Linked DNA regions of Mus musculus: all the other regions are linked to region 1. A link is a contact called in public HiChIP or PLAC-seq and promoter capture Hi-C data. All regions are on one chromosome and are shown on one strand. The core of a region is the stretch at or near the end of the contact, and the rest is flanking DNA. Distances in the headings are between cores, read along the strand shown. Region 1 holds the start of Nfat5 (nuclear factor of activated T cells 5). Region 2 holds the start of Nae1 (NEDD8 activating enzyme E1 subunit 1). Region 3 holds the start of Phlpp2 (PH domain and leucine rich repeat protein phosphatase 2). Region 4 holds the start of Cmtr2 (cap methyltransferase 2). Region 5 holds the start of Txnl4b (thioredoxin-like 4B). Region 6 holds the start of 4931428F04Rik (RIKEN cDNA 4931428F04 gene).

Region 1 (3,014 bases), core at 404-2,903:
TAAGCTTGCTAAAGGGCCCACCCCAGAGCTGCCTGCACTGGGGCCTCCCTTGCTCAGAGACTCTTCCCCAACTCCAGCATTCCAAGTCACAATAAAGTGCCCAAAATCACAGAGGCAAAACTTTGTTAGGGATTTATATGGGTACATCCGCAGGGTTTTAGGATTTGTGACCAGCTTTGTAGACACAGTAACATACATCAAGGCATCTTTAACACCTGAAAAACACTGCCCACGTGGCTGTTGGCATCAAAATCCCACACAGAATTAAAAATTATTTTCCAAGATGCGCACCCTGTGCTCAAATTGATATTTTAATAACTCGATTAAAAATTTCCCAAAAGTCTATTAAGAGTCAGGAAACAGTCTGTGGTGGAGGTGAGGATGTGTTTTTGCAACGGAAACTTTTAGCCCCCGAGAACAGAGCAGCCAAAAAAATCTCATTTACATGTTTTCCCTCCATTCTCCCTTAGCACAGTGAAAAAAATGAAAACCCGTGTGGAAGAGTATGTTTGCTTACTTCTCTCCCCCTACCCCACGCACGCGTGTGCATTACACACAAGCCATGTGGACTCACATGATCCCATTTTTAAATTGTCTTTTATTTTCCACTCCGGAGTAAATTCGACCATTCACTATCAGAGACATCATTATACATAAACTTAAACAACAACAACAACAAAAATCAAAGCCAGGCATGGTGGTACTCTTCTGTAATCCCAGCATTCGAAAAGCTGAGTCAGGAGAACTGCCCTAAAATTGAGGCCAGTCTAAATCTACACAGCGAATTGCAGGCCAGCTAGACCTACATAACAAAATCACCTGTCTAAATAAATAAATAAATGCAGTCGCCGTAAATTTGGTGTGGTGGGTAACGTGGGGGGAAAATATTTTCATTAAAAAGAATCAATAGCCGAGCATGGTGACTTCTGACCGGCAGGGGCAAGCACAGCTCTGTGAGTTTGAGGCCAGCCTGATCTACATAGTGAGCTCCAGGCCAGAGTGGGCCAACAGAAATCATCAACAACAAAAAAATCCACGAACAGGAACAACAACAACAAAATCCACAAACAAAACTTGGTAACTCGTGATGGTGGTGGTGGTGGTGAGTATGGCTTGCCCTTTCTTAATTAAAAAGTGAGTCTGATAGCCCCTTGACCAGCTCACTGCAGACACTGCTATGAAAAACCCCGAAGGGCCCGGTTGCTGTCCAAGCTGTGGAACTCCATTCCCCAGTGCTGAGCTCCAGCGAGCGGGCCTCGATCGCTGCAAGTCCCTGGAGGGCTTTTCCCCTCCTGGCTGACATCCAGGTCCCCCAGGGTCTGTGTCCTCCTAAGTACACCACGGAGCAGGGCCGGCCGCCTCAGGCTCGCCGCCACCAGGTCGAGGCAAAAAAAAAAAAAAAAAAAAAAAATCTTTTCCCTTCTCAGGGCCCCAGAAGCCAGGCCGCCTCCCTCCACCCTCCCTGCTGGCTGGCGGGGCCCTTTCCCAGCCCGGGATCAGCAGCGGCCGCAGCAGCGACGGCAGGAAGCGAAGCCCTTGTTGATGCTGTTCCGTGGCGCGCCTGTCCGCCCTCCGCCGGCCGCCAGGCTCTTCCGGGCTCCCGGACCTCCCCCCCTCCGCGCGTGCGCAGTGCCCCACGAGGGGGCGGGGCTCAGATTCCTGTCAGCGGCGCCGGCGGTGGCGGCGGCCGTCAGTGTGCGCTGAGGAGAAGCCCGAAACGGACCCGTTTGGCTCTCCCTCTTCCCCTTTCCCCGGTCCGAAGCTTCTGGTCTCTGGACTCACCGGGAGTCAGTTCTCCACTCCGCAGAGCTGTTCCCTCCACTCCGCCGCCCTTCTCATCGCTCGGCCGGGTGGGAAGTGACTGCCCTCGAGGAGGAGGAGGAGGCAGCGGCTGCCGCCCTCGCCTCACCGCCCCCGGTTCGGTGCCCGCGGATCCCGGAGAGGAGGTGCCGCCGCCACCGCCGCTCCCCCCCTCCCGCTGCCCTCGGGCCGGGCTGGGTCGAGCTGCGATGCCCTCGGACTTCATCTCATTGCTCAGCGCGGACCTAGACCTGGAATCGCCCAAGTCCCTGTACTCGCGAGGTGAGTCAGATGGGGGGGTGGGGGGGTGGGGCGTGGGGGCGGGGAGCGCGAGCGCGCGGAGTCCCGGGCTGGGGTGGGGGGGTCCCCCGTCGGGGCCGGGCTCGGGCGGGCTTGCCCCTCACGAGAGTCCTGGGCTGGCCGCGGAGGGCCAGGGGTGATCCCGGAGCTGCCGAGCGGCGCCCCCCTCCCCAGCGCGGCGCGGCGCGGCGGCGCGGCGGGGGGCTTAGGGTCCGCGCGCCCCCCAGAGTCCTCTGCGGTCCCGGAGGTTCGCAACCTGCCGGTCGGCGGGTCCGGACTCCACCACACTCGGCGGACTGCCGGCCCAGTCCTCCCCCGGCTCGGGAATCACCCCACTGGTCCCGCTGCTGGGGACACCGGGGAGGGGGGGTGGAATCGGGGCGCCGCGGCTCGTGTCCCCCGGACTCTCCTCTTTGGCAAAGTTGCCCCACGCCGGGCTGCGTGGCCCCGAGGGGCTTCGGAGCTCAGGGTCACCATTTTTTTTTTTTTCTCCCTCTGGTCTTGTTTGTGCGCGGTCGTCCTACTCCCCCCCCTTCCCCGGCCTAGTCCACTCCCTCCCCATGTCGGGACGGCCCCCCTCGGCCAGGCGTTCTTCCTTTCCTCGTCATCTTCTTGCCTGGAAAAGGCCCCAATCTTCTTTCTCTCTTTCCACCTCCGTGACATTCTAATTACTTCTCTTTTACAAAGATAGGGATGCCCTCCTTGGAGTACTTGTATTCCTCTCCCTGGAGTACCAGGCTCGGGCACAGTCCTGCCCTTTGAGAAAAATTCTCTTCTGTTGCTGTTCAAGGGCTTCGTGCAGAGAGGAGGCAATGAACAGAAAATCCCATTTAAAACTACTTTGGCTAAGGCCTGCAGGGGATTCCCAGCATCTAAAACATTAATACTTGAGGTGATCTCTGCTGGGGTTAAAT
Region 2 (3,185 bases), core at 532-3,031, 2.8 Mb before region 1:
TTAAGTATCTTCTCAGCTTTGTTGCCTTCCCTTCTACCTCCACCCAAACACAGAACTACGAGTCCACAAGAACTCAGAGTAGTTACAAGGGCTCTGCTACCTTGTTTCTCTCTCTAGAAGCTTGGGACAAAGGATGAGTCTGAAAAAGCCAGGTGGCCCCAAGCTGGAAACATGTCTAACTCTGGGCAAATTAACCTAACTTTTACAAGACTTAGTTTCCCTATCCAGTATCAAAGACCGTCTGCCTTCAAGGATTCTCAGAACTAAGTACCTACGTCTCTGGGAGAGTAAGAGCTAGGTAGTCAATACAAAGAGAAACCTCCATCCTTAGGGACACAGGGTAAGTTCTCTTGAGATTAAGAGAGGCGAGGGGATGGCAACACTTTGATACACTTAGCTGACACAGAGTATACTCAATAAGAAAGGAAGAAGGTGGGAAGAGACAAGGAAGGAGAAATAGCTAAAGAATCCACCGGATGGTTTAGATGTGCCCTGTCCAAATGGTTTCTGAGTACTAGAAATGCAGCTGGCATGAATTAAGACATTTTTAAAATGTGTATGATACCTGATTTATAAGACTCTGTGAACAACAACAACAAAAATAGCTTGGTAATTTTAACAATAATTACGTTGAAATTGTAATGTTTTGGAATACTAGGTTAGATAAACACTGTCAAATTTGATTCTGGGATTGGGGAATGTAGCTCAATTTGGCAAGCAGGCATGATGTCCAGAGTTCCAGCCTCAATACTTCATAAACCGGGTGTAATAGTCCACACTTATAATCTCAGCTGTTGGGGAAAAAGAGGCAGAAGGATTGCATCAAGTCTGAGCGCAGTCTGCTCTACATTGCAAGTCCAGGCGGCCACTCAAAGGTAAAAGACAAAAAAAAAAAAAAAAAGGGGTGGGGTGGGGGAGCAAAAACTTATTTTTGAGTCTGGCTGGGCAGTGAGCATCTTCAATCTCAGCACTTGAGACCTGGGACGTAGGCGCTTGAGTTCAAGACTGGCCTACTTAAGACCATGTCTCTATATAAACGAGAGGGGTGGGGAGAACTAGTAGCAAAACTTATTTTCCTGTCTCTTTATTCTCCCGGTTCCCAAGGTCTTCCAATGGAGGCCAGGCTGGCTTTCAGTTTCCGATCCACCTGCCTCTGCTTCTCAAGTCCTTGGGATTACCATGTCTAGCTTCTTTTAACTTTATTTGAAAGGTGCCTACTGGAAAATGTGTAATTACGAACACGGTTTGCTCCGATAAAGCTAGCATGACGCATTTCTATTGGCCAGCGCGGGCGTAGACCAATACCTGCCGGGGCGCAGCGCTCGGCGGTCGGGCAGGATGGGGTGCTCCCACCCCCCTCGTTTAGCGAACGAGTAGGGAGGGCCTGCCGAGACTGTGCAGCCCAGTGGGTTGGCGGAGACACCGCGCACCGCAAACCGCGGACAGCCAGCCGTGCGGGAAGGGGCGAGCCGGCCTTCGCCGAACACTCGGGCCAGTGGCCGGATCCCAGAGCGCCGGCTCCCCACGCCCTGCACGGCCGGCCGCAGCCGCAGGCCCGTGGGAGGCCGGCCTACCCGGCCTAGGCACTTAGGCCCCGCGGGTGTCAGGAGAGCCCGCCAGCCTGGCCGGCTTGCTCACTCGTAAACCCCGGCTCACCTCAGCTGCCGGTCGTACTTTTGCTCCTTGAGTATCTTCCCTGGCTGCGCCATGGCCGCGCCTGGCCCGCGAACAGCAAAGCCGCCTAAGGAGGCCGCCACCCACTCGGCCTCACGCAGGCGCACTAAGCGCCCTCCTCCAGCGCGCAGCCAGTAGGGGGCGCCGACGCTGCACTGCGCACGCGTCACTGGGAAGCCGGGGGAAACCTGAGGTTGAGTTCCACAGAATGTTTCTCTCTCTCTACCTGCAGTAATTGTGGAGAACTCCGACTTTTAAATCGAGTGATAATCCTTATCACTGATAAACCTTAGTCCTCTTCTGGGTGAGTTCACCGTTCCTGAGACTCCTCCAAGAGGAACAATACACCAGCATACTTGTATATAGTATTCTATATAGAGAAGCTACCCTGATGGGTAGACAGAGGGGCCCCACCCCACGGCTTCCCTCCAAGAATTGTTCCCCGTGGTGACGCAAGGGAAAGGGGGTTTTGAACGAGATGAAACGGCATCAGGAGACAAATGAGAAGTGGACTTGGGGGACGGGAGGGTGTCTGAGAAGCAGCCAGAGTTGCCTGTGAAGCCCATGAACAAGGAGGAAATTAAAGCTATCATCGATTCATGTGACACAGGATGACTGTCCCTTGGTGGCCGATGCTAAGGAAGGAGCTTATGAGCAAGTTGAGGACAAGAGGGAAGAAGAGGCTTGCTGACAAGTAAGAATTGCTTTCCTCTATCCCAAATCCTAGAGGAGTCTCCAGATTCATGATTGCCAGATGCACTTGCACGTCCTGAGATTATTATCCCAGCACATGATGAGTGTACATCCACACATAAAATCCTTCCAGCCTTGTGGGGTGAGGGACCAAAGAGACGGCTCCATTTGACAGTAATATTGCAGTGCTAACAAATGCACTTCCCCTGGGCACAGTGTTAGGACACAAGGTGAGGGGACACCCTGCTGTGACCTCCCTCCCCCAACCCCTATGGAACCCAACTGATGGGAGAAAAGGGGCGTTAGGCGTTCCCAGCTCATTATGTGCTTGTGCATGTCTGTCAGTTGTCACATTCCCTCTCCAGTTAGACAGGTGAAACGTGAGCGATATAAAATACACCCAGGGAATGTGAGAAGGTCAAAAGTGAAAGTGAAAGTTCACTACATAGCCTTGCATACACCTTGGCCCCAGGAAAGGAAAGATGGACAAATGTAATTGGAAACAACAACATCAGGGGCCGAGGGTGCTGTACTGCCTGCGACTGTGTGATTTTGAGAAGCATTCAGTTGTTAGTAAGTGGACAAGGATACCTCAGAGCATGCACTTCTTACAACTTTTTAATGTTTATTGATTGGTGTGTGTGCAAGAATGCCATCATGCACTCGTGGAGGACAGAGGACCATTTGCAGAAGTCACTTCTCGTCCTCTTCAACACAGGTTCGAGGGATAAGCCCAAATCTTCCAGCTTGCTGAGCCATCTTGCCACCTCTCCTTTGAGGAAAACTTATTCTTAAATGTATGTGTGAGGTTGTGAAAT
Region 3 (2,935 bases), core at 268-2,767, 2.6 Mb after region 1:
GAAGAGATCTAGAAGGCTTCTTACAAAATGTAGGAGCAGTTTAATGCTAATCACCTTTTGGGAAACCTAGAATTTCAGAATTACAGTGGCTACTATGAATCTTTAATATGAGTTAGGCTCTTTGTTCTGTCCAATCCACCTTGATAATGGCCAGGCAGATGTTAATCTAGTTCATTCACTCCTTAAGAACCAACGCAAGGGTCTAGAGAGATGGCTTAGTGGTTCAGAGCACTGGCTGCTCTTCCAGAGAACCCAGGGTCAACTCCCAGAGTTCACCTGTCAATTTACAACCATCTATAACTCCAGGTCCAGAGGATCCGACACTGTCTTCTGGCCTCTATCATCAGTCATACACGTGTTGTGTTGCATAGACTTAATACCCATAACAACACGGAAGACCCACCTGAAGCTGGGCATAGTGGTGCACATCTGCACTGGGGAGGTGGAGACAGGAGACTCTAAAAGTTCAGGGCCAGCTTTGGCTATATAGTGAGTTCGGGTCTGCCTGGGCTATGTGTAATTTTCTGTCTCAAAAAAAAAAAAAATCCGAAAGAATTAGATCAAGTAATTTGTACATGTATAGAATGTATAGATCTAATAATGAGTATAATTAACGGGGTGTGGTGACCCACGCCTTTAATCCCAGCACTTGGGAGGCAGAGGCAGGCGGATTTCTGAATTCGAGGCCAGCCTGGTCTACAAAGTGAGTTCCCGGACAGCCAAGGCTACATAGAGAAACCCTGTCTCGAAAAACCAAAAGAAAAAAAAAAAAAAAAGAGTACAATTGAGATTTGGAATTGGAATTAGGCAGACTTATAATTTGGCCCACTAACCACAAAACTATCTTTCACTCCAGGAACAAAAAGAGTCAGCTTTTAAAATAGGTGAATTAAGACTTGCAAAATAGAAAGCGGGCTTACACACCATGTTACTGGTTGAGTGGTTGAGGACGAGAAAGGAAATCTGATACTTTGATTACAGGAAAAGGACACTGAACTGTGCCTGGAAAGCTTAGTGTACTTGAGGTGGTTTGATGAAGAAGGTCGCCAGCTATCCCTAAGAGGTGAGTATAAGCAACAGTTCTTTCACCCCCAGTGGGTGCCAGGGGACAAGACACATTTGGGAGCAGGAAGCGTCTTGGATGGAGAATTCCAGCGCCGCCCATGGTGGAGGGTTGTATCTTGTCTATTTTAACAGGTGCAGGCCTTACCTGTCACTTCCTCTGGCCGCTTCTTGGAGGATCCAGAAAGTACCAAATTGCTCTCCCTGCGCCCTGGTCCTAGGAGCTCAGGGTGGAGCGCAGCAGAGGCTTACTCCGCCTGCAGTGGCGCCAGCCTCCCACAATTCTACTCCGGCCTCGCCAGGCTGACGACTACGCAGGTCCAGCGGGTCGGGGAGGGACCGAAGGGGGCGGAGCGTCTTGGTTAGGGGCGGGGTCTAGGCGGAGGGGCGAGGCCTCCCGCTGCTCGCGCGCGCCTCCGAGGCTCGCGCTGTCGCGCCGGGCCGGGCGTCTCTGTAAATCCTTGGCCGCCAATGGGGGAGGTGGAGCCCGTGCCCGCGGGCCCGCTGGAGCCCCCGGAGCCACCTGAAGCGGCGGCGCCTCGCCGGCCCGGAGGGATTCGGGTCCTAAAGGTGAGACGGCAGGGAGAGGGAGGAAGCAAGAGGGCTGTGGCCGCCTTCGCTAAGCTGCCCGAGGCGGCGGGCGCCCCCCGCCCTGCGTCCCTGGGCCGCTTGCACTTGGCCGGGCCGCCGCGGGCCTGCTGTGGGGCCTCCGGGCCGCGCCCCCGCCCTGGCCTCCGCCGCCCTGGTCCCCGGCGCTGTCCATCCCTGACCGCCGCCCGGCAGGCCCACGCCTTCGGGCAGCCGCTGCCCCCACCTTCCTTCCTCCCCGCATCCCCGGGACCTCAGTCTCCTCGCTGGGCCTAGCCCGGGGCCCCGGGACGGATTCCGGGGGGCTCCGAGGGCCGGCCGCGCCTGGCGGGAGTCAGGCGGCGAGTACGCAGGACTCGGCGGACACCTGAAGACATCACCCCAGCTGGAGGATGGCGGCGGCGATTGGCCAGGCGCCGCGGTGTGCGCGGGCTGCGCCGGCGGGAGCGGCCACGCTGCCCTCGGGACTGGCTGCGGGAGTTCCGAACCGGCTCTCGGCTCCAAGACGCAACACCCCGCGCTTCCCGCTCGGGGGACAGTCCCGGAGGATCTGCTGCCTGTGGACCTGCTGGGCGTGTTGCAGGGTTTGGGGGGCGGGGGTGGGAGAGCAGAGCCCGAAGGGGCACTCCTGCTTGGCTGACAATCCGGGGAGAAGGCAGTGGGGGAGCCGTTATGCAACAGGCAGCTAAGCGGGGCTTTTTGGTAGAATCAGGGGAGTAGGAGGATAGGAAAACAGATGCAGGGGAAAGGGGAGTGGAGCCTTGAAGGTGAGTGATGACAAGAAGTTTCTATGCAGGAAGAATGCAGAAGGTGAGCTGAGGTGAGGTCAGCAGAGATGGCTAAAAGGTGGCTAACTGGGTGGAGTTCTCTACTAACCTCTGAAATAGTGCAGAGACATTTTTTTCTGTAGGTTCAGTATATAAACGAACTGGAATAGTGGAATGGAATTCCTCTAGAGTTCTAGAAGAGCAATTGGCAGGATTTAAAACTTGCCAAAGAAGGGGAAGAAAATTAAGATTTAATGTGTTTCGAAACCAGTCTGCCAAACATCGAAGATACTTAATGTTAAAAGCAAACCTTAAGTAATTAAATGAGATTGTTGTTGAGTAATATTTCCTTTTATTAAGATTATTAGTAAAGTAGCACAAAGATGGAAGCAGCAGAAAAATTTATTTGTTGTACTTAGTGAATTCATAAAACCAATACTCAGTAGACTGAAATTTTATTTTCTGGCACCTCCCAGTGTTAATGCATAGTTTACTTTAGACTAACTTCATAACTGTTA
Region 4 (3,260 bases), core at 255-2,754, 2.9 Mb after region 1:
AGAACTCTGGGGAAGATTTAAGAAGTTACACACACAGCAGCTGCGATTATTCTCTCCTCTTGGTCGCTATGCCTGCTGGATGACTCAGTTCCTCCACATCTAAGTCACACAAGAATAATGAAAACATATGCTTACAACAACATATTAGAAAGTCCCCAAACAGGTCCATTCGTAATATCACCAGTCTAGAAACTAAACAGTCAGCCTTCAGTAGAAGAACTGATTAAAGTCAACCCACAGAATGACAAACCCCTTGCAATATAAATTTTAAAGACACAAGACAATACAGATGAAAACATTTTAAATAATAAATTGAACAGGGAGAGGCTGAGAAGAGTCAAAGTGTAATGATTGAATTATGTGAAATTCTAGACCAGATCATCTAAATTAGGGTGATGGGAAATACAGTGATAGCTGCTTCTTGAGGGTGGAAGACTAGGAAGGAACTTAAGGGAGCTTTTCTAAAATATTCAGTAGGTATTTGCCTGCTCCACAAGAGGAATTCATGCCTTGTATTAGTTATGGCCCAAACCCATAACTAACAAATCGTGGGCTCTAAGGGAGAGTCCACTGATTTTTTTTTTTTTCTCTAAATGGTCAAGTTGCCAAACTGCCTTCTGAATACGGTGCTCTTCCCTCATCTCTGTCAAAGTTCTGAGAAGTGACTGACAGCTCAGCCATAGACAGGCCATCTACATAACACCTGCTCAGGGAAGGGGAGTGCAGAAGAGTGGGTGAAAAGAGTGGGAGAGCGAGAGGATGAGGGAAGTGCTGTGAAGCGCTTTCCTCTAAAAAGGATGGCTGTTACACTTATAAACGCACAGCAGCTGTGGCTACCCCACAGCTGGGGAGGTGGAGACAGGTGGATACCAGTGACTAGCTGGACAGTCTAACCTAACTAGAGAGTCCCAGGCCTGAGAGTCCATCCTCTGGTATCCCTGGCTGACATGGAACTCTCTATGTAGACCAGAGTGACTTAGAACTCAGAGATCTGTTTCCCTCTGGCTCATGAGAGCTGGGATCAAAGGCTTGTGGCACTACACCGGGTGGTTTTCTTTTTCCTTGGTTTATTAATATGTAAACACACCAAGTGATGATACTTCCGTTTCTTTAATTTGGTTTTGCACTCAAGTTATCCATTGAGCTTCAATTTTAATGCAGTCTCTCCTAGGAACTAGCATCTATCTATCCAGGGTAAACCTTCGGGTACCAAAGCCCAGTTCCGTTGCCATGGCGACCCGCTGAGACGGACAAGTTTCTCCGCACCAGAGCTCAGCTCCAGGAGTTGCCACCCTCCCGAGTGACGTCGATGCGCGTGACGATAGGCCTCCCGGAAGGCGCCTGTGCAGTGTGGCTGTCAGAGCCTCGCAGCCGGTGGGGGCGTGGTCTGGAGGAGGATCTGGCTCCAGTTGCGCGTGCGCAGGTCCGGGCGGTCTTCCAGGCGCTCCCTCCTCTTTGTCCGCGACCCGGTTGCCAAGTACGCAGAGGAGACGCCACCCCCGGAAGCTGTTCCCGGGAGCGGAAGTGGCAGGTGGCTCGTTAGAGTGAGGACCGCGTGTGCGGTGCTACTCTGCTCCTGCTCGAGGGGCTCTGGTGGGCGTGGGCTGAAGGAATGCGGACCCGGCTTCTCGGTGAGTGACAGTTCCCGGACGGTTCGCTGCGGGCAAGGGGCGGGGCTGCTCAAATGAGTGTTTGAGAGGTGGCTGTCCCAGGACCCAGTGTGAGCACTGCACATGCCCCAGTGTTTTTATTTCCTAGGAAAAGTTGGCGGGACCATTGCTAACACTCCCTATGCTCACTTAGACCTGACAGCTGTTGAGAACTTAAAGGCTTTGGTGTTGGACTTACAAATTTTATAATCATTTCCTTGTGGCTTTGGACAGGAAGCTTCCTGTCTTCCACTTGGAGCCTGCAAAATAATACAGTTGATACTCATCAGCCTCACATGCACTTTGGAAACGGCATGCATTTAGTTGAAAAAAAATTTTATGCATTTAATTGAAATTTTTTTTGTTTTTAAGTCGTACATTGAAATGCTAGGGTGAAATTGAAATGCATTATTCTGTTCAGAGCTTTGTCTTTTGGGCTAAGTGTAATATTCGTCCATTTATCCAGTTAATGTTAGTGTACTTAAGTGCCCACCAGCCACTGTTGGAACCTTTTGGGGTGGCATGTAAGTGAGCAAAATAAAAGATAACTGTCCTGCAGAAGTGCGGAGCTTACATTCTGGTTTGAGGAAGTTGAGAACGACAAGTCACAAACAGAACACAGGGGAAAAGAAATAAGTGATAAACATGAATGCCGTGGGAGAAAGTGAGGTAAGGGCCATGGGGAGCCCGAGATGCAATTTCAAAATAAGTGTGTTAGGATAGGCTTCACAGAGTAAAGTGCCTTCCAGCAAATACCAGGAGGAGCTGAGGGGATTAGCTAGATAGATACTTGGGGGAGTAAAGCCCAGGTAGAGCTTGCCTCTTAGTATTGAGCAAAGTGTTCCAACGTGGTGTGGCCTGGGTCTTCAGTGAACAGCAGGCTTGTGTGGCTGGAGTGGAATGGATAAGGGGGCGGTAATATTAAGAATGAGTTGGCAGCAAGGCTCAAGTACAGTCAGGAACCTTGGAGCGTTTGAATCCTTTTAGTTGTTTGCAAGTGAAGGCAATTATCCACTTAATTTCGGTAAGATTTCACAGCTTAACCACAGCCACTAATTAGTATGTGAAGTTAATGACTAAAAGTAGACTTTTTTTTTCCCCCCAAAATAGAATGTATTGGAGGTCTAAATGTAGCTGCGGTTCCCAGTAAGCACAGCGTGGATCAAGACAGATGAGCTCATTGTAGTAAATTTTCTGTTTGCTCTTACGTAGAGTTTTTGTGCGTGCAGAAATGCCCTGCTTTTGCCTCCCCCTAAGAGCTTTTCTAAATACAGTTTCTAACTGTTAAATGATGTTGCTGTTTGTGACAGTAAATCTCTACTCACGTGGGACTCGTAAGTAGTTGTGACAAACAAGATGATTAAAAAAGGTACCCACTGCTTTAAGGAGCTTACCAACCTGTACACCAGATGAACACAGGATAAAATACAGGATGAAAAGGGATGGGAAGGTTTGCTAAGAGGACAGGACTCAGGAAGCACCAATGTCATGATGTCATTATGGTCATAGCTAACCTTTATTTCTCAGTTTAGATTTCCTTTGAGTTCATCTTGCTCAGCGTACAAAGGAGCGCGCCTGACTCACGATTTTCACCTTGAATGTCTGCTTTCT
Region 5 (3,084 bases), core at 169-2,668, 2.3 Mb after region 1:
TGTTTGGCTGATGTCAAATTCATCTTTATCTAACACCACCCGATTATAAGCTTGGACCTATGTTGGACATGTAGTTAATTATTCTCATTCCGATTAAGTTTATAAAGCATGAGAACTGTGACTTTTGAATCTAGACTTCTTTTGCTGTGTTCTAATTAACATGCACAGCTCTCCCAAGGGGCGCTGCAACACAATGTGGATGAAGAAGCAAAAGTTTCCCGAGGTAGAAGAGAGAAACAAAGTCGCATCTTATATGCATATTAAGAAATCTTGACAGGAAGGCTGAGATACAACGACTTACATCCTAAAGTGTCATTTGCATGCAAGCAGAGACTACTGTCTGTCTTGTTAACAAATGGCAAAGTAAAAACCTGATTAGATATCATTTATTGAAAGCGAACAGGAAGTCAGACATTTCTCTGGACAGGAAATTATTCACAACACAGGACAAGGAAGGACTTAATTAGCGGCTCAAAATAGCAAATAAAGCGGTCCACGGCCAGACTATGGAGAAACATCGGTGACAAAGAAGCCACAATGGACTTCTCAGGTTAGCAACTGCTTACTGCATGCGTCGTTAATCCACTTGCTATTCTCAACAATACCGATAAAGGAAAAACAAGAGCCCTTTCCTCTTAGGGTTAATACTCTACTTATAGATTATCCGCCAGATCTAGTGGAGACTCTTCAGTGAGACAGGAGGAAGGCACCAGAAGCCCTACCCAGGCTCTCCAACTATCGGGTACCAGGTTCGCGTACTGCCCTAAACGAGGGCACAGGGAGGACCCCTGAATCTCCGTGGGGCCGTTCCCAAACACCGGGATGAGACCAGAACATGGACAAAGTCCGGAGAAGGCTGAATGAACTTCTCCGCTCAAGCAAATAGAGAAACTTGGGTAACAAGGACTAGAGGAACTCTGAAATCAGGGCCCAAACAGAAGCCGCGAGCCGACACCGGCCGCCTGGAGCCGCCATGGCTGCCGAAGGACAGATCTGGAAAGAGAAAGAGACGCTCACCTCACCAAGCACGACTCTCGAGGCCTTCGGTTCCTGATCTGGAGACGCCAGCGCGGCCACCGCTCGATCCGAGGGTCTCAAAGAGGCAAATTCCGCTGTTTGAAAGCGGCCATCATCGTCCCATAATGCCCTGCGCGGAGCCTTCTATCCGTCCAAAAAGACCATCGAGAGCAGCCCACAAATCCAGGGTTCCGGGACGCCAGAGTGCAACCCCGCGAACAGGCCTTCCGAGCCTCAGTCTCTTCCTCTGGGTTCAGAGTCTCCTTGCGACCAATCGCGCTTGGCGTAAGAGTCAACACCCCGCCTCTGGCTCGGGGGTGTGCAAGGGAGGACAACACGAGACCGGCCATGTTTACTAAGGGCGGAAATGACGTCACTTCCTGTCGCTGGCGGCCAGTGCAAAGTGGAAAGGAACTAAAATAATCTTGTCGGATTACCGGACTATTGACTGGGGCGCGCGGTGGCACGTTCGTTTTCTGCGTCCGTGTTTCTCACTTCCGTTTGGGAGGATTTTTTTTTTTTTTTTTTTTTTTTTTTCCTGTCGGAGGAAGCGTTTCTAAGGATACAGCCCAGGTTAGTTGGGGTCTTTCCCAGGATGGCAGTGAGGAAAGAGGCAGTTGTGCCCTAGCTAACCGGTGGAGGAGCCCGGGTTGCTGACATGTAGACCGAAGTGTCCTCCATGGCACCTGTGAACCAGGGGGAACCCAACCACCAGGTTCTTATCAAAAACATGCGTTGGGTGTTTTGTAGACGTCAGCCCTGACGTAGATTAAAGTGACATACCGCTGTAATCCCAGCAGTTGTGAGGTTTAGGCATAAAGATTGCCACAAGTTTGAGGCCACTCTGGGGTACTAAGCGAGATCCTTGGAAAATAAGTTCATGTTCAGATATGTCCTTTGGTTATATCTTAGGATGCTTATTTCCATTATCCTATGAAAGCATTACACGTTAAGTTTCTACAAAAAAGAAGAATCAGACTTTACATACTGCTTCCGAATCTTTTCTTAGTAGCTGTATAAGATAGTTCGCAAGACTACTACTATCAGTGCCCTGTTGACAGACATGAACATAGGTCTTTGTGTCTATGTTCATATTCTCAAAAGTAGAGCTGTTGTGTAAAGAGGAGGCCAGTTTTCTTTCCAAAGAGCTTTTGCATCCAAATTCCAACGAAGTAGGCATGCCTCCGCTCTCTCTCCATTCTGAGTGTTACCGTCTCACTTGGTGTTTGTAGACTCAATGCATTTCTTAAATCTGCCTTTTAACTTGCTATCCTTTGTCTACGTGCAAAACTTGGCTTTCCAAATGTGTTTAGTGTTCATAATTTTTATGATTCTCCATTTGCATCCCTCATGCGAACACTGTCTTGGATGTGGTGTCGCTTTCCCCCTCCTTCCAACATCTGGCCTGTAGCACACCGACCCTCTCTGGTGACACGCCACACTCCCCCTTCCTCTTTTTATTACTAGTACGGGATTTGCTTACGTGAATTCTAACGGCGAGACGGGTCCAAATTCTCTTTGTGTTTCTCTTTCATCAGTAATTTGTTCTACACTCACAGTTGATGAAACCCCTCCTGGAAGTCAGCTTCCCTATTTAAAGGGTGACCTACAGGCTGGAGAGATGGCTCAGAGGTTGAGACCACTGACTGCTCTTCCACATGACCAGGGATTCAGCTCCCAGCACCCACGTGGCACCTCACATCTATCTTTAACTCCAGTCCCAGGGAATTTGACATATAGGCAGGAAGACATGCACATAAAACTATTAAAATAAACTGTGGCTTATAGGTGGAACAATTTCATTTCTTGTGTAAATTTTATTCATATCTTATGTGTGCATTGTTGTGTATGTGCATGAGTATATACTCATGTATATACACCTGTCAGTGCATGTTTGTACACCAAAGGCAACCTTAGGTGTTTGGGTTTGGGTTTGTTTTGTTTTGTATTGTTGACAACAAGGTCTCAGGCTGCCCTGCAACTTGGTGAACTGGCTAGGCTGACTGGCCACCAAATCCCAAGGATCTGGCTGAGTGCACTGAGTTCGTGAGCTACTCTCGCAGGCCA
Region 6 (2,936 bases), core at 343-2,842, 2.0 Mb before region 1:
AAAAAATTAAAAACAGAAGAAAAGCTTGTCAGATGTAGTGGCACATGTCTGTAATCCCAGCACTTGAGGCTGAAACAAGAGAATTGTGAATTCCAGGCCAACCTGGGCTATGCAGCAATACCTGTCTTTAAAAGCTTTAAACAGAGAGGAAAAAAAAAAGGGAAAGAAGAATAAAAGAAAGTCAGCACTAGCAAATCTCTACAAAAGAGCAAACCTCCTCTCTCTCCTGGAACTAAGCTTTTTCTGTAGTTGTTGCTGTCTCTGAAGTCTACTGCAGCTAGCTCACTGTCTGCATGGCAGATCTGAAGGCTTTATCTGGGTTTTCCTTTCTATAATGTGCAACTGTGCTTCCAGAACCCAGAACAGTCCCTGATCCAGCACTGTAATCCACTGTGATCCATGGATGAACCTGAGTCCTTGTAAGAACTAAATCATGGAGCTGGAGAGACTTGCTGCTCTCCCTGAGAACCCAAATCCAGTTCCTAGTGTCCACGCAGGCTAACTCCAGCTGCAGGAGACCCAAGGCCCTCTTCTGGCCTCCACGGGCACATGCATATACCCATACCCAGAAATAATAAAAATAGACCTCTAAAGCAAAAATACTATAATCATTCCTTTCGCAAACTTAGATACCCTGTTTAGACTCCCCCCACCCCCACCCCGGCATCCTCCTCCTTCTCGGAGTCTTCCTCCACCTTACCTAGTGATCGGCTGCTTAAAAAATGACTTCTAGTCTCAGATCTCATTCACCCTCAAACTGTATACTTTTCTGGATGTCTACTGACCACTATATGGGCCAGTTCTTCCATTTTCCCTTCGTTCATTCCACCTACCTCCACGTAATTACCAGAATTCACCTGTTTCTTTCACGTCTCAGGTTCTTCTGCCAAGAATTCTTTTGCCAATGTGTCCCTGGAGCAACCTCTTAACCATTTTTTTCAGGGCCCGGTTTAGGCCTCACTTTCTCTGGGAAGCCTTCCCGATGTGTAAAGGGTCCCAGGGTCTTGATGGCTTCTTGACAGCCCTAGGCTGTCATGGCTGGAGGCTAGATCCATATTTCCCCACCGTGCCCTGAACTCCCCGAGGTCAGGAAGGGTCTGATTCACCCTCTCGTCCCACGCACTCACTAGTTGCAGAATGAATGAATTCAGGGTGAGGCTGGAGTCCCTGACTGCTGAAGGCGGGGTCTGGTGACAAATGAGAGGGTGTGGCCCACACCAATAAGAACCCCTGGAAAGAGATAACGTGGGAAAACAACCAATAGGAACCAAGAGCTCTGGGAGGGCGTGCCCTGAAGACAAATAAAGGGCGTGAGACAGGGTGAAGGGCGTGCCCAATGGAGGGCGGAGCTAGGAGACAATGGACTTGGGGGAATTCCCTGGTAAATCAAGAAGGGTGAAGTCTTAGTCATATTTAGTCTCGGTTTTTGGAGTGGGGTAGGGGTTCGGTCCGCGTGCCGCGCCCCCACCTGATCACGCCTCTTTTGCTGCCCGCAGTTCCTGCTCCTCAAAGCCGATCGCTGGCCGCCGAGACCATGGAAGCCCGCGCCAAAGACACGCGCACTCGGGCGCGCGCACGCTCACACGAAGACGCAAGGGCCACGTCCGTCTCCGCCGTAGGGGGCGTGCTTAAGCTCGCTGTGGGCGGAGCCAAACGTGCGAAGAGGGGCGGGATTCGCTGCCACCCTGCGCCCCTGGACCGCGTCTGGTCCTAGACTTCCCCCTCTTCAAACTTCCGCGCTTCTAAAGCGACTGGCGAGGGCGATGAAACCATTTACTGCTTGCCGGTAGTAGATACATAGGAAGTGAGTACTCCACGGGAGCCCAGGGTTCGGGGCACGCAGTCCACAAAGAGAGCAGATGTCTGCATAGGTGAGATGCTGCCAGAATACTAGGATTCAGCCAGGATTATAGATGTACCACTGTGCACGGACCCCTAATTGCACTGTTGCTTTCACCGGCGCGCCCCCAACACATAGATTCAGACGTGTCGTAGACGTGGCTTTATTACGCAAACAGATGGGTGTCAGGAGCAGGGACCTGAAGGGAGGCAGGAGGACAGGGAGGGCGTAGGCGTCGGTACCAGGCTGAAGAGCGCCCGGCGGCCAGTGGACGGTGAGGGCGGTGGACCCGCCTGCAGCGAACTGAGTGCTGCCTGACGATGCTCTCGGGACACGTCTCCGCGCAGGTCCAAGAGGGCAGAGACGTGATCCTCGCTGCAGGAATACCACCACGTGCGTCAGCCCAGCCCTCCCTCGTCCTCCTGGGCCGTTCCTCCCCTGTCCCCTTCCTCGCACCTCACGTCGGGAAATTGCTGCCTCAAGCCTGCCACCTCGAGGCCAAGCAGTGTGGGGTCGTGGAGGTTGAGCAGTTCCCTCAGCGCGAGCAGGACGGGCGCGCAGTGAGCGCTCTCTTCCAGGCCCTGAACACATGGGAACAGGGTTTCCAGCGGGCCCTCGGCTCCCACCCAACTACAGAGATCCTCGACTGTCTGCCCTCCCAATGAGCTCTCACCAAACCAAGGAAAAGCTCTTTGAGCTGGGCAGCATCCTGCCGAAGTCGCTCAGCCGCCTGGCTCCGCTCGTCCGTACCGCGGCACACTAGGCGGCCCTGCATCAGAGCCCTTAGGTATTGTAACACCACGGTTCGTTCCGCCTCTGCCAGCAGCAGCTGCAGGACAGTAATCAGTTTGAATATAGGGTCCCACCAGCACAACCCCTTCCCCAGCTTTCCTCTCCTCGCCCTACCTGAACACCAGGCTTCCGTACGCGCCAGAAGTCCTGGCAGAAGTGCGACGTCTGCTCACACACACCATCTAGCAACTCAGAACTCAATAGCCACCGGCGCGAGGGCAGAGCGGAGAACAGGGGCTAGGGAAAGCATAGCACAGACAGGGCTAGGGAAATGATCCGGATCCCGTAGAGGCCACCATAAATA

What was found. Promoter capture Hi-C pulls out the DNA fragments that hold promoters and counts their contacts. HiChIP or PLAC-seq counts read pairs in DNA pulled down with a chosen protein or histone mark. Capture Hi-C pulls out chosen DNA fragments and counts their contacts.
Region 2: a contact with region 1 is called in a promoter capture Hi-C map of pre-B cells, with 2.5 times the contacts expected there. The contact joins the promoter of Nae1 here to the promoter of Nfat5 in region 1. A contact is called at or near these places in 2 of 39 promoter capture datasets (neutrophils and pre-B cells) and 1 of 484 Hi-C or Micro-C datasets (B cells).
Region 3: a contact with region 1 is called in a promoter capture Hi-C map of liver, with 2.4 times the contacts expected there. The contact joins the promoter of Phlpp2 here to the promoter of Nfat5 in region 1. A contact is called at or near these places in 1 of 39 promoter capture datasets (liver) and 1 of 9 other capture datasets (liver).
Region 4: a promoter capture Hi-C map of pre-B cells shows a contact between it and region 1, with 2.8 times the contacts expected there. The contact joins the promoter of Cmtr2 here to the promoter of Nfat5 in region 1. A contact is called at or near these places in 1 of 39 promoter capture datasets (pre-B cells) and 1 of 115 datasets of contacts at active chromatin or transcription factors (astrocytes).
Region 5: a contact with region 1 is called in a promoter capture Hi-C map of pre-B cells, with 4 times the contacts expected there. The contact joins the promoter of Txnl4b here to the promoter of Nfat5 in region 1. A contact is called at or near these places in 3 of 39 promoter capture datasets (cranial neural crest, maxillary cranial neural crest and pre-B cells), 1 of 115 datasets of contacts at active chromatin or transcription factors (astrocytes) and 1 of 9 other capture datasets (liver).
Region 6: a contact with region 1 is called in an H3K27ac HiChIP or PLAC-seq map of bone marrow-derived dendritic cells, with 10 times the contacts expected there. The contact joins the promoter of 4931428F04Rik here to the promoter of Nfat5 in region 1. A contact is called at or near these places in 1 of 39 promoter capture datasets (pre-B cells) and 1 of 115 datasets of contacts at active chromatin or transcription factors (bone marrow-derived dendritic cells).

Annotation. Positions count from the first base shown.
Region 1 is chr8:107,291,817-107,294,830 of GRCm38.p6, forward strand. Nfat5 (nuclear factor of activated T cells 5) reads left to right here and starts at 1,654. Exons shown (of 15, transcript NM_018823.2): 1 at 1,654-2,082. The coding sequence starts at 2,010.
Region 2 is chr8:104,532,856-104,536,040 of GRCm38.p6, forward strand. Nae1 (NEDD8 activating enzyme E1 subunit 1) reads right to left here and starts at 1,782. Exons shown (of 20, transcript NM_144931.3): 1 at 1,657-1,782. The coding sequence starts at 1,709. It also overlaps a transcript of Car7 not described here.
Region 3 is chr8:109,867,086-109,870,020 of GRCm38.p6, forward strand. It overlaps Phlpp2 (PH domain and leucine rich repeat protein phosphatase 2), which reads left to right and starts at 1,518. Exons shown (of 19, transcript NM_001122594.2): 1 at 1,518-1,632. The coding sequence starts at 1,534. It overlaps Gm17344 (a long non-coding RNA gene), which reads right to left and starts at 1,445. Exons shown (of 4, transcript XR_003947453.1): 1 at 1,211-1,445.
Region 4 is chr8:110,216,456-110,219,715 of GRCm38.p6, forward strand. It overlaps Cmtr2 (cap methyltransferase 2), which reads left to right and starts at 1,505. Exons shown (of 2, transcript NM_146215.4): 1 at 1,505-1,631.
Region 5 is chr8:109,564,474-109,567,557 of GRCm38.p6, forward strand. Txnl4b (thioredoxin-like 4B) reads left to right here and starts at 1,419. Exons shown (of 4, transcript NM_175646.4): 1 at 1,419-1,590. Dhx38 (DEAH (Asp-Glu-Ala-His) box polypeptide 38) reads right to left here and starts at 1,388. Exons shown (of 27, transcript NM_178380.2): 1 at 1,018-1,388.
Region 6 is chr8:105,287,936-105,290,871 of GRCm38.p6, forward strand. It overlaps 4931428F04Rik (RIKEN cDNA 4931428F04 gene), which reads right to left and starts at 1,593. Exons shown (of 8, transcript NM_028888.2): 1 at 1,469-1,593; 2 at 834-1,230. Exoc3l (exocyst complex component 3-like) reads right to left here. Exons shown (of 14, transcript NM_177788.5): 11 at 2,747-2,869; 12 at 2,514-2,669; 13 at 2,297-2,421; 14 at 1,988-2,215. The coding sequence ends at 2,026.